Linked DNA regions of Triticum aestivum: region 1 is linked to region 2. A link is a contact called in public Hi-C data. All regions are on one chromosome and are shown on one strand. Each heading gives the region's core, a stretch centred on a gene start, on an enhancer-like site or on the middle of the called end of the contact. The rest is flanking DNA. Distances are from core to core; before and after follow the strand shown. Region 1 holds the start of LOC123165821 (U-box domain-containing protein 41). Region 2 has its middle 110 kb from the start of LOC123165401.

Region 1 (5,328 bases), core at 738-3,237, 180 kb before region 2:
AAAAAAGATGATCAACCCTTGAGATCTAGGTATATTTTCTTTATTTTTTTAGGATATCTGTACAGATGGTTTGATCTAGATCTAAAGCCTTTTCAGGGGAAATATGTATAAACAAAGTAGAGCACAAACATATGCGCTTCCACTGCACAATTGTCTTTAATTTCACCATCCATTCAAAATTACAGACCAAGCAGGTAAAAAGGAGCACTGCATGAATCCACTGCAATTATGACAACACAGCAACACCCAGCTCAAGAACTAAAGCTAATCGATACATACTGATCGCCAGTGGTGTGAACTTGGCAGCTTCGAGGCAGGAGGAGCTCCCCAGCTCGCGGCGCGCCGGCGGCGGACCGGCAGGGACGGCGCAATGGTGCCGCTGTCATCGTCGTTGCGTTCGCTGTTGCTGAAATCATGAAGGCCTCCGCCGTTGATGTCGCCCAGGCCCAGCATTGCTCGCAGAGCCTTCCGCGCCATGTCCTTGTGAACGCCCGGGTCCGCTTGCTCGGCGATGAGGATGAGGGGCCGGTCGGCGCCGGCCGCTCTGGCAAGCCCCCGGAACCGCGGGCTTCCCTTGCTCATGTCGTACAATGCCGCGACGCAGCATTCTTGAAGCTCCGACCTGTGAGCGTCGTCGGAAAGGATGACGGAAAACGTCGAGACGGCGCCGGCGTCCATGAGCGCTGTCCTGCCCTCAGTGCAGGCGGCGACGTTGCAGATCACCATGAGGGCCAGCCTGCGGATGGGCAACGGCTCGTTGGAATCGGACGAGATGGAGAGCAGGTTCTTGGCGGCGCCCGGGGCGCGCGCGAGCTTAGACTGGTTAACGGCGGCGAGGGAGAGGTGGAGCAGAGCCATCCCGGCATCGCGGCGCGCTCGCGGGGCCTGGTCGCCGGTGGTAAGGAGTGCCAGAAGAGGAGGCAAGGCGCCGAGCACGCCGATGGCGGCGCGGTTGCCCTCGTGGAGGGCCAGGCCGAACAGAGCGCCTGCCGCGTGCTCGCATGCCTCCGGGGCGGCAGCACCCAAGCTGGCAACCTCGACGAGCGCCGGCACGGCGCCCGCGCGGACGATGGGCACCCTGTTCTCAGGCTCGAGGGAGAGGTTGGCCAGAGCAGCGGTGGCGTCGGCGCGCGCCGCGGCGGAGTGACGCGCGGACAGCAGCACGCGACGGAGCGCAGCGAGCAGCTGCGGCACGCAGAGCGCCCGCCTCCTCGGCGCGCTTTCCCGCGTCGCCCGTCGCAGCGCCGCCATCGCTGACTCCACCTCCCACTCGTCTCCGCCGCTCACAGCCTTCACTGTCAACTGGCCAACTTCCTCCTCATCCTCACCAATCCGCAACGACTCCGTTTTCTTCTCGCACACCATCTCCAGCCTCTCCACCGCCGTTATCTCTGACGACGACCGGGAGGAGGAGGACGACGTCGACGCAGCGGACGCCCTGGAGGAGCAGGACAAGTTAGAAGACGACCTGCCTGGGGGCCGCGGAGATGGAACCGCGCGTAGCACGGCCTCCCGTGCCGCCGCGGCGGAAGGGGCAGCAGGCGGCGCGCGTCCAGACCGCGCGCTCCAAGTCCGGATGGCCGCTCCGAGCGCGTCGTTGGGTATGGGAACCACCCCACCCGATGCCGGCGAGTCTCCCTCCACGCCAGGCGGAGAGACGGAAAGCTCCGCGCAGGCCTGGATGCAGGCGCGCTCGTACGTCCGCCCCGACAGCAGGATCACCGGGTCGGACATGGGCGCGCCCAGTATCGGGCACAGGAACTCCCGTGGCACCTCCTCCTCCTTGTCCACCGGGGACAGGGTTGCAGGGAGGGACGGCGGCGGCGGCGGCTTGGAGTGGAAGGGCAGAAGCTTCCAGCGCCATGCGCGCGCGGCACCCATGCTTAATTATCAGCTCGGCAGCTGCAAGCAGCGCAGCGGCGCTTTGGTGCTTTTGGTGCAATAATGGACGGTGGCTCACCTTTGCTTTGGCTGTCTGGAGCCGTGCTCGCCGTCCTTTTCGGGCGTTTAAGTATTGTGGCTTGGGGACATTGCGAGGTGACTTAGCCTGGAAGGGATCGGCGATTAGGTACTGACATGTAACCTCTGGATCGGCATCTCAAACAGAGGCAGGATAGATAGTACTTGGCAAGAATGTTCTTGAACATTCTTATCGCTTTTTTACATGGAAAACACACCAGTGGTACATAATAAAAAAGAAAAAAAAAACAACGCCTCTTCACTATTATCGCCTTATAAAATCACGGAGACTCACATCTCGTCTAAAAATGGATTGATACAAAATATCAATCCAATGAGAAGATTGTTCTATCGCCAGAAGGGAAAATCAAGTGATACCAAAGATCCAATGCCGACTTCATTTTAGAGGGAGACAGTAACACACAATATTTTAAATAGTCGTCAATAGACGACATAGAAAGAAATGTATTTGTAGTCTCCAAGAAGATGAAAGGCGGATCGAAGGACACATGAAGCTTAAAAGTTATCTTATCAAGTACTACAAATCACTGTTCGGGTCTAGTTCAATTTCTAGAATTGACAGGTGATACATAGGGGTTTTTCCCATTTATTGAGGATCAAGCTTGATGTGTGATGAAACCAGTCATCAAGAAATATCTTGATACTCATTTAAAAAAATTATGAGCATCATGTTTATCTTGTCACTCATACTAAAATAGTTGTATGCATCCCTAGTTGGCGTAGAGGCCGGAAAGTGAAAATCTCTCTCATTTTTAAGCAAAGAGAGTCTTGGCTCAGTGGTTGGGTATGCGGTTCTGCAGCCCAACGACCCGAATTCAATTCCTAGAATTGACAGGTAATGCACAAGGGATTCCCCCCATTTGTTGAGGATTAAACTTGGTGTGTGGTGGAACCACTCATGAAGAAATATCTTGATACTCATTTAAAAAATTCTGAGGATCATGTTTATCTTGTACTCATACTAAAATGGTTGTATGTATCCCTAGTTGGTGCAGAGGCCGGGAAGTGAAAATCTCTCCCATTTTTAAGAGGTACACACTAACCTCCGCCTAATCCTACCACTGCTACCGTGCGGCTCCGCCGCGTTGCACCGGGACGCCCCGCCTCCTTCCTCCCCCCCGTCACCACTCTCCTCTTCGCCACCGACGACGACGACGCCAGCGCAGAGCCCAAGCGGCTTGGCGATGGCCCTGTCCTCGTGCGCCACAGGCTCAAGATCGGTATAGCGGATCCGATCTCGATCTCCTCGGCAGTGATGGTGGACAACGACGACTAGGGTGTAACGGCGGGCTACAGTCGTAGCGGCAGGTGGCGGCGGCAGCCATGCTACGGCCGCTCAACCTCCGGTTTGGCTTCCGATCGCGGTGGTGCTCCTACATCACGCGGGCACCTGGGGCAGCGACCCTGGGCTTGGTGGTGGTGGTTATCTCCTCCGTCGGAGGTGGTCAGCCTGAGGCTGGGTGGTCGGATCTAAAGATCCGTCATCTAGTCATGGCTGCGAGTTGGGGAGACTATTTCCAGTGAAAACTGAGCCGACGGCACGTGGTGGCGGTGCTCTGGGCCATTACCTTGATGAAGGCATCGTCGTGTAACTACTCTCGAGCCACTGGTGCTGCTCCGGGGGAAACCCTAGGATCTGGTCTTCCAGATCGGACGACGGCGACACTGCAGTGTCATTTCTCTCTTGGAAGCATCGTTTGTGGAGCAACGTTGGAAGACAAAGGCAAGAGGTGGAGCGGCTTCGTCTTGCACAGAGCTTTGGTGGAGATGTCAAGTCATGTCTGACAGACAAGTGCTACACTGTGTCGTGCATGTCCGGTAGGTACTACACATGAGAGATCTTCAAGAGACTTCAAGCTATGTCGACGGGTGGTACGTGGCGGCATGGTGCTGTGGTGTATCGGCGGCGGACACGACGTGCTCAGCAGTTTGCGCACACGGAGGTGCTGTCGTTGGATGCTTTCGTGGCGTCGATGGATGTCCGGACTGGCAAGGATGACGCGGATATCTTTCCTGAAGATGGGTCAGCGGTTTGATGATGGTGGCGGCTTCTAAAATGTATGCATTTGGTATACGCTTTAGGTTTGTTACACCGGTTGTAGGTTCCGATACGTTATGTGGACGGATCGGCGACGACACCGGTTTTAGATATGGGGAGTGAAAGCACTCAACATTATTGAGTTGGTAGGTGTGAGTGGTGGCTTCGGGTGGCTTGATGTATGTTCTTGTTAGACCTTTGTTGAATAATTCATAAAGATGGCTACATGCATCGATTGATGCAGAGGCTGGGGGTTTTAGCCTCCTTTTCCAAAAACAAAACTGTTCAGGGCGCTAGATGAATGGAGCTTCATCCTTGATGAGACTCGAACAGATAATATTCCACAGGTCACAGCAGAAGAGAACTATATCTCACAACATCTTTCTCTAAGAGGAGGTGAGACCTATGGTGTTCCAATGGAACATAACAAATCTCCAGTCCCTGATGGCTTCCGTGCAGAGTTCTATCAAAACTTTTGGGATTTCATCAAGACTGACCTATTGCAATTGTTCAACCTTATTCGTGCCGGCCAACTTGACCTATCCAGGCTTATTTGGCGAGATTGTTTTGTTGCCAAAAATTAAGGTGGCTGAGCAGATCCAGCAATATGGACTCGTATGCCGCCATAATGTCAGCTTCAAGATATTCACCATGGTGGTTACTAATAGCCTCAACGCGGTTGTTGACCATGTCGTCCGGCCATCTCAAACGACTTTCATGCAAGGAAGAAATATACTCGATGGAGTAGTGATTCTATATAAGACTGTACTGAGATGCACCGAAGAAACATGAGTGGGGTAGTATTGAAGATTGATTTTGAAAAGTCTTATGACAAAGTCAAATGGCCATTTCTCCAATTGTCCTTGAGAATGAAAGAATTCTCCGACAAATGATGCCAGTGGATCCAAAATTTTATTTCTAGAGGAAGTGTGGCTATCAAAGTTAATGACGATGTGGGTCATTACTTCTAGAAAAAAGGACTATGACAGGCTGACCCTATGTCTCCAATGTTATTTAACATTGTAGCAGCCATGTTGGCTATACTGGAGCGTGCCAAGTAGAATGGTCAGATTGCAGGAGTAGTGCCACGCCTTGTGGATGGTGACCTCTCTATATTGCAATATGATGATGATACGATTCTTTTTATGGAACATGACTTGGATAAGGTTTGCAAACTGAAACTCTTGCTTTCAGCATTCGAGCAAATGTCGGGGCTTAAAATTAACTTCCATAAAAGTGAATTGTCCTGCCTTGGAGAAGCTAGTGAGGCAACTGCTGAGTATGCTTGGCCTTCATGGCACCCAGAGGGC
Region 2 (5,212 bases), core at 659-3,158:
TGGCTAAGAAGATGACAATCTTCAGTTCTCTGCCTAGAGCTTGGCCCGTGAAGTCTGCACGCCTCGCCCACCGTATGATGAGGGATATGTTAGGGCTTTGGGGACCACATTTTTGCTTTTGGGGCTTGTCGAACATCCTGACGGAAGGAGTCCGAACGCTGCCTCACATGGGTCTCGTCCCGGGAGCGGCGAATGAGCTCGAGGTCGACGGATCTAGAGGTGAAGGACTCGGATCCGCTGACCGCCATGCCGGAGACGGTTGGAGATCGCCGGACCGGAGTTTGGGTGGCAGAGGGGAGTGGAGTGAAGTGGCTTGGGCTTGGTCCGGCAAGCGAGTGGGAAGAAATATATGTGGGGTCGAGCGGACCAGCGTGGACCAGGTCCAACGTGACGGACGTGCCCGGACACCCCATATTTGAACTCGATACGAGTGGTGCCGGTCAGCCTGGGCGTTTGATGAGCCTACCTGGGTCGAATTTTCGTGACCGGCCAGTAACCGGGCCGTCTGCCAGGGCATTTGAGACGTCCGCTGCATATGCTCCGAGGGGTGCTGGATTGCTTGATGGTACGAAGATGGAACAATAACTGTTGTATGTGGAGCAGTTCCGTTCAATTTATGTTTATGGTCCTTGTTTGTTTTTCATTACTTTGGTTGTACTGATCTGTACAGATCGTTGGTTGTCGGTGATTGTGCCAGGATCCTTAATTGGGTCACCCATCGGGGATTGGATTTGCATGCTTTACAATTCTCTTATCTAATGATGCATATATACGGCTCATCCGCATGGTTAAATAAAAAACAATAAAAAATACTAGTCTTGATGAATAAGTTGTTCGCGTAGTTCTAGGTTAACGATTTAACTATCTAAATATGTATTATATGTGACAAAAAATATATTTTTAAAAACTACATCCGTATAAAATTCTAGTTTTTAATGACATATAATATATATTTAATTTTCTAAATCAATGATCTAGAACTACACGAATGATTTATTGACCTAGACGGAGGTAGTAGAGTTTTGCATGGTAGTATCTTACATACCTGGAAGCGGCAGACGTAGTAGTCATCCCCGTACAGAGCCCTGAAGCCGTCCACGGGCTTCACCGCCGGGTTCCGAGGGTTGAAGGCGACGCTCAGGGCGACCAGTGCCTTCACCCTGTCAGGCCGGAACAGGCAGAGGCTCCAGGCTATCAAGGCGCCCCAGTCGTGCGCCACCACGAAGACCTGCTTCTCGCCGAGGGAGTCGATGAGCGCGACGAGGTCGCCGACGACATGCAGCGCGGTGTACTGGTCCGGGCCGCCGGAGGGCGCGTCGGAGTCGCCGTAGCCGAGCATGTCGGGCGCGACGGCGCGGTAGCCCGCCGCGGCCAGCGCGGGCATCTGGTGCCGCCAGGTGTACCACAGCTGCGGGAACCCGTGCAGCAGCAGCACCACGGGCGCGCCCGCCGGCCCGGCCTCCGCGACGTGCAGGCGCACCCCGTTCACGTCGACGTGGCGGTGAGTGATCACGCCGTCGGAGGCCATCTCTCGGCTAGGGAGCGGTGCCGGACTGACGATGGAGCAAAGCAGGAGCAGCAGAGCTCGTTGAGGCAGAGGCTTTGATGGTGGGATGTGGCTGGACGCGACGGGCCGGACCGCTCTATAAGGCGTACGTGTGGGTGGATCGCACGCGGGGGGTACTTGTTAAGAGGGCGACATAGGGTGAGGGGGTTGCGTGTTAGGCGACTCAGCTTTAACGCAGTGATGTTGCGAGTCCGTGATGTTGAAGCCCTGTCCTTCGGAATCGTGTTCCGCATGCCCGAGTGTTGCACGACATCTCGCATCCTCGTGAGGGTTCGTTCCCTGGTGCATGCATAGGCTGCCGGCTCCGGACGAAATTTTGCCACAGGCTGCACATGTATCTTTGTTTGCACGCACCTTACTCGATAGTGATGTTATTTCAGTGGAAATCTCCGGACGCCCGGCACTTGATCACTTGAATTATTTTTTTAGGGTGATCAATTGATATTTTGATAGTGATTTTTGGTCAATTTCAATGGAAATCCCCGTACGCCCGAAACGTGTGGATCGCTGTAGTCTTACGGTGTGACTTGAATTCTTGAACCCAATTCAGTCTTTAAAGTGACACGTGCACGAATCGAGAATCACCGGCCAATTCTCGACTTCCGTTTGCACCTGCAGTTGTACAGGAGTGCGATTTTGTTTTCCCCTCGGCACACAAACATCATTATTAGAACAAGATGACACTTGCTCGGAAAAAAAAAGATGACACACTCTCCTATTTCATTCCAAGTAGTTCCTCTCATCGCAAATCTATCTTATAGCGCACCTTTCTTTTCCAATATCATTGAAGGCATACAAATGTAAGCCTCTATTTGTCTGCAAACACGTCTCAACATGTCTCCGGATTGTCAAGTCGGTGCCGATGGTTCAATGGTAGGCCATAAATATAGCCTACTCATTTGTTTCTCTTTTTTCCGCCAAGTCATCTTTCTCGAAAATAATCAAAAATAAATAATACAATGCAATAATAATTTAAATATATATATTAAATCTAAACATCAAGTTTCGAAATAACAGCTCAAATTAAAAATTCACTTATTCGCCCACATGCTCTAATTGTTTCCCTAAAGCACCGAGAAATGCATCATGTCACATCCCACAAAATTTAAATTATGATGTGAACATATCATTCATAAGCATGCCACGATTTCAATGCATTTTCGGTTTGGGGATAAATTTGGCTATTCTATAAACCCTAATTTAATTAGAGAATTATTTAAATGGTCCATATCGAGTCCATTTGCAGAAATGAATTTCCAAACATGCATTGGGTCTGGAAATTTTTTCCTATAAACTATAATAGCCCTACTGTTTTTGTGCATGTTTCTGAATTTTTAGAATTTGAATTCGTATTATTTAAACATAATTTGAATGGGTATTATGTAAACCCAATGCAAATTATAGGTAAGATCTGTTAGAAAAGGAAAATGGCTACTATTCACTGGGATTAACAGTGCAGACCAGCCGGCCACCTCACCCAATTCATATCATATTAGCATGGCCGAACCGGTAGGCGCAGCGCGGTTAAGTCATGCACAGATGATGTGTATCGCCTGCTGCGACCGCTAGCAACGGGCACGCAAATCAATCGTGCTACACGCGCTTGCAAGCTATAGCCGATTTGGAAAGTTTTCGGACAGGGTTTTCTTTTATTTTTTAGTATTAATTTATCACTGACTAGCAAATATGTCTGTGTGTTGCAAATGGGAGAGTAATTTTTTTTATCAAAGCCATTGTTCTCATTTCGATTCAATTTTGGTTCTGAATCGTAATAATGATGGCGTGCACCTACAACAGGCTCAGATAGCAACCGGTCGGTCTCGTTCGACATTAAGGAGACCGCGTCTATCAATTAAGTCTATTTAAGAAAGTATATATGTGACACCGTCACATGTAGCGGATAAAACATAAATATCAGTTCCAATAATAACATTCATCACTATCACAAGAATTGTTTGGATATTTTCAAAATAAATCTTCATCTACTTCTGATGTTCATAAATTTTATAAGTGTATGTATTTGCTACAAAAATTATTTGTGTATTATAAAAAAGAATTGCGTAGTCCATTGGTAAGTACGTGTGTGGATTTCGCCAAAAAGATTGCATATGTAGGGTCTTCGATCATAGGACATGTACAGAGAGAGAAGCTGGTGGAAGTACAATTCGTTGTAATCATTCCCCTCACTCTGTCCTTGCTAGGCAGCACAGAGCAATATGTGTAGCACATTGATTTGCAATACAAATCGACGCCTGTACGAAGTAATCACGGCTCATGCGCCATTTATTTAGGTTGCATCCTAAATAGTTTTTTTTAAATTAATTAATACATAAAAATAACATCATATTCAGATTCTACATACTTTTTTAATCAAATTTCATATATAACATGTTGAAATTGGAATTAGGGTTTAAAATTAATGATTATTTTGAAAAATATTTATTCCAGATGTACTGCAGGTTGATTGACCCAAATATTAGGGGGTTTTATGTAAACACTTATAAAATTCTTGGTTTTCTGTTTTCTTTCCTTTTTCCTTTTATAATTTTGTTTTTATTATTCTTTCAAATTAAAAAAAGTAAAATTCAAAATCCTCAAAATATGTTTTAAATTTAGAAAAAGATAAATTTTCATTTTTTTGTGATTTTCCAAAAATACATGATATTTCAAAAAATGTTTACTAATTCAAAACAGTGTTTGGAATTTCAAACATTGATTAGAATTTCAAGAGAATGTTCAAAAAAATTAAAAAAACGATCACATTTTTTAAAAACGAGTTGGGGTTTCAAACATTGTTCGTAATTTTCAAATTTGATCATTTTTATAAAAAAAATAATTTTCTAATTGGACATTTTTTAATTCATGGAAATTTTCAAATTCAAACTTATTTTCAATTGATGAACTTAATATTGAATGTATGTTTTTTAATTTCACTATAAAAAATGATTTGCAAACTTTTTACAAACACATGAAGTTTTTTCAATTTATGATTTTTTTAAAATTTGGAATATTTTCTAATATTTTTGAAATTTATAAATATTTTTGGAAATTATGAACTTCTATAAAACTTTACTACTCCTTCCTACGATCCGTAAAAGTGTTGCAGTTTTGAACTATGGTTGAGCTAATCCGAGTTGAAAAGGGTGACACTTATTATATATCGGAGGGAGTAATATTTTTTAATTTGTCAAAAAATTACAATTTTTTACCTTCTTCCAATCATACCCTTTTTAAATTCAAGAACATTTTTGAATCGCAAATTTGTTTGAACATTTTTTGGTTTTTGTGGTGTAGTGGAGAAAAAGAGAACAAAAAAGCCCAGGAATCGTACCTACCCTACTATTGGGCTAGCCCACACCATGTTGTGAGCGACAACTCCATCGGGCGCCCCTATGTCTCGCTTTAAGCGAGACAGGTGGGGTGGCTCGCGCCGGGTGAGCCCTAGACGGGCTGGCCCAGCAGCGCGGGAGGCCGCGACCTGTTATTTATTTATTTATTTATTAGTGCTCTGTCTCAAAACAAATTATTAATTAGTGCTCGAAAAATTTATTTATTTATTATGTTTTCTGTCCATTATACTTTAAAATATTCTACGTACAAAAAATACTCTTCAAAAGCAAATTTGAAAAATGTTGCACAAGCATT

The links. A called contact is a pair of places that touch in the nucleus more often than the background predicts.
Region 1: a contact with region 2 is called in a Hi-C map of leaf, with 3 times the contacts expected there. The contact joins the promoter of LOC123165821 here to the enhancer-like site in region 2. A contact is called at or near these places in 2 of 5 Hi-C or Micro-C datasets (leaf and root).

The regions. Positions count from the first base shown.
Region 1 is chr7D:191,048,547-191,053,874 of IWGSC CS RefSeq v2.1, reverse strand. It overlaps LOC123165821 (U-box domain-containing protein 41), which reads right to left and starts at 1,987. Exons shown (of 1, transcript XM_044583555.1): 1 at 32-1,987. The coding sequence starts at 1,881. The coding sequence ends at 265.
Region 2 is chr7D:190,865,882-190,871,093 of IWGSC CS RefSeq v2.1, reverse strand. It overlaps the pseudogene LOC123168575. Among protein-coding and RNA genes, the nearest start is that of LOC123165401, 110 kb to the right of the region's middle. Within about 2 kb of position 1,908, at least 2 of the 8 cell types and tissues checked have an H3K27ac peak or open chromatin away from gene starts, as enhancers often do. A contact at or near this core is called in leaf, where this site is marked.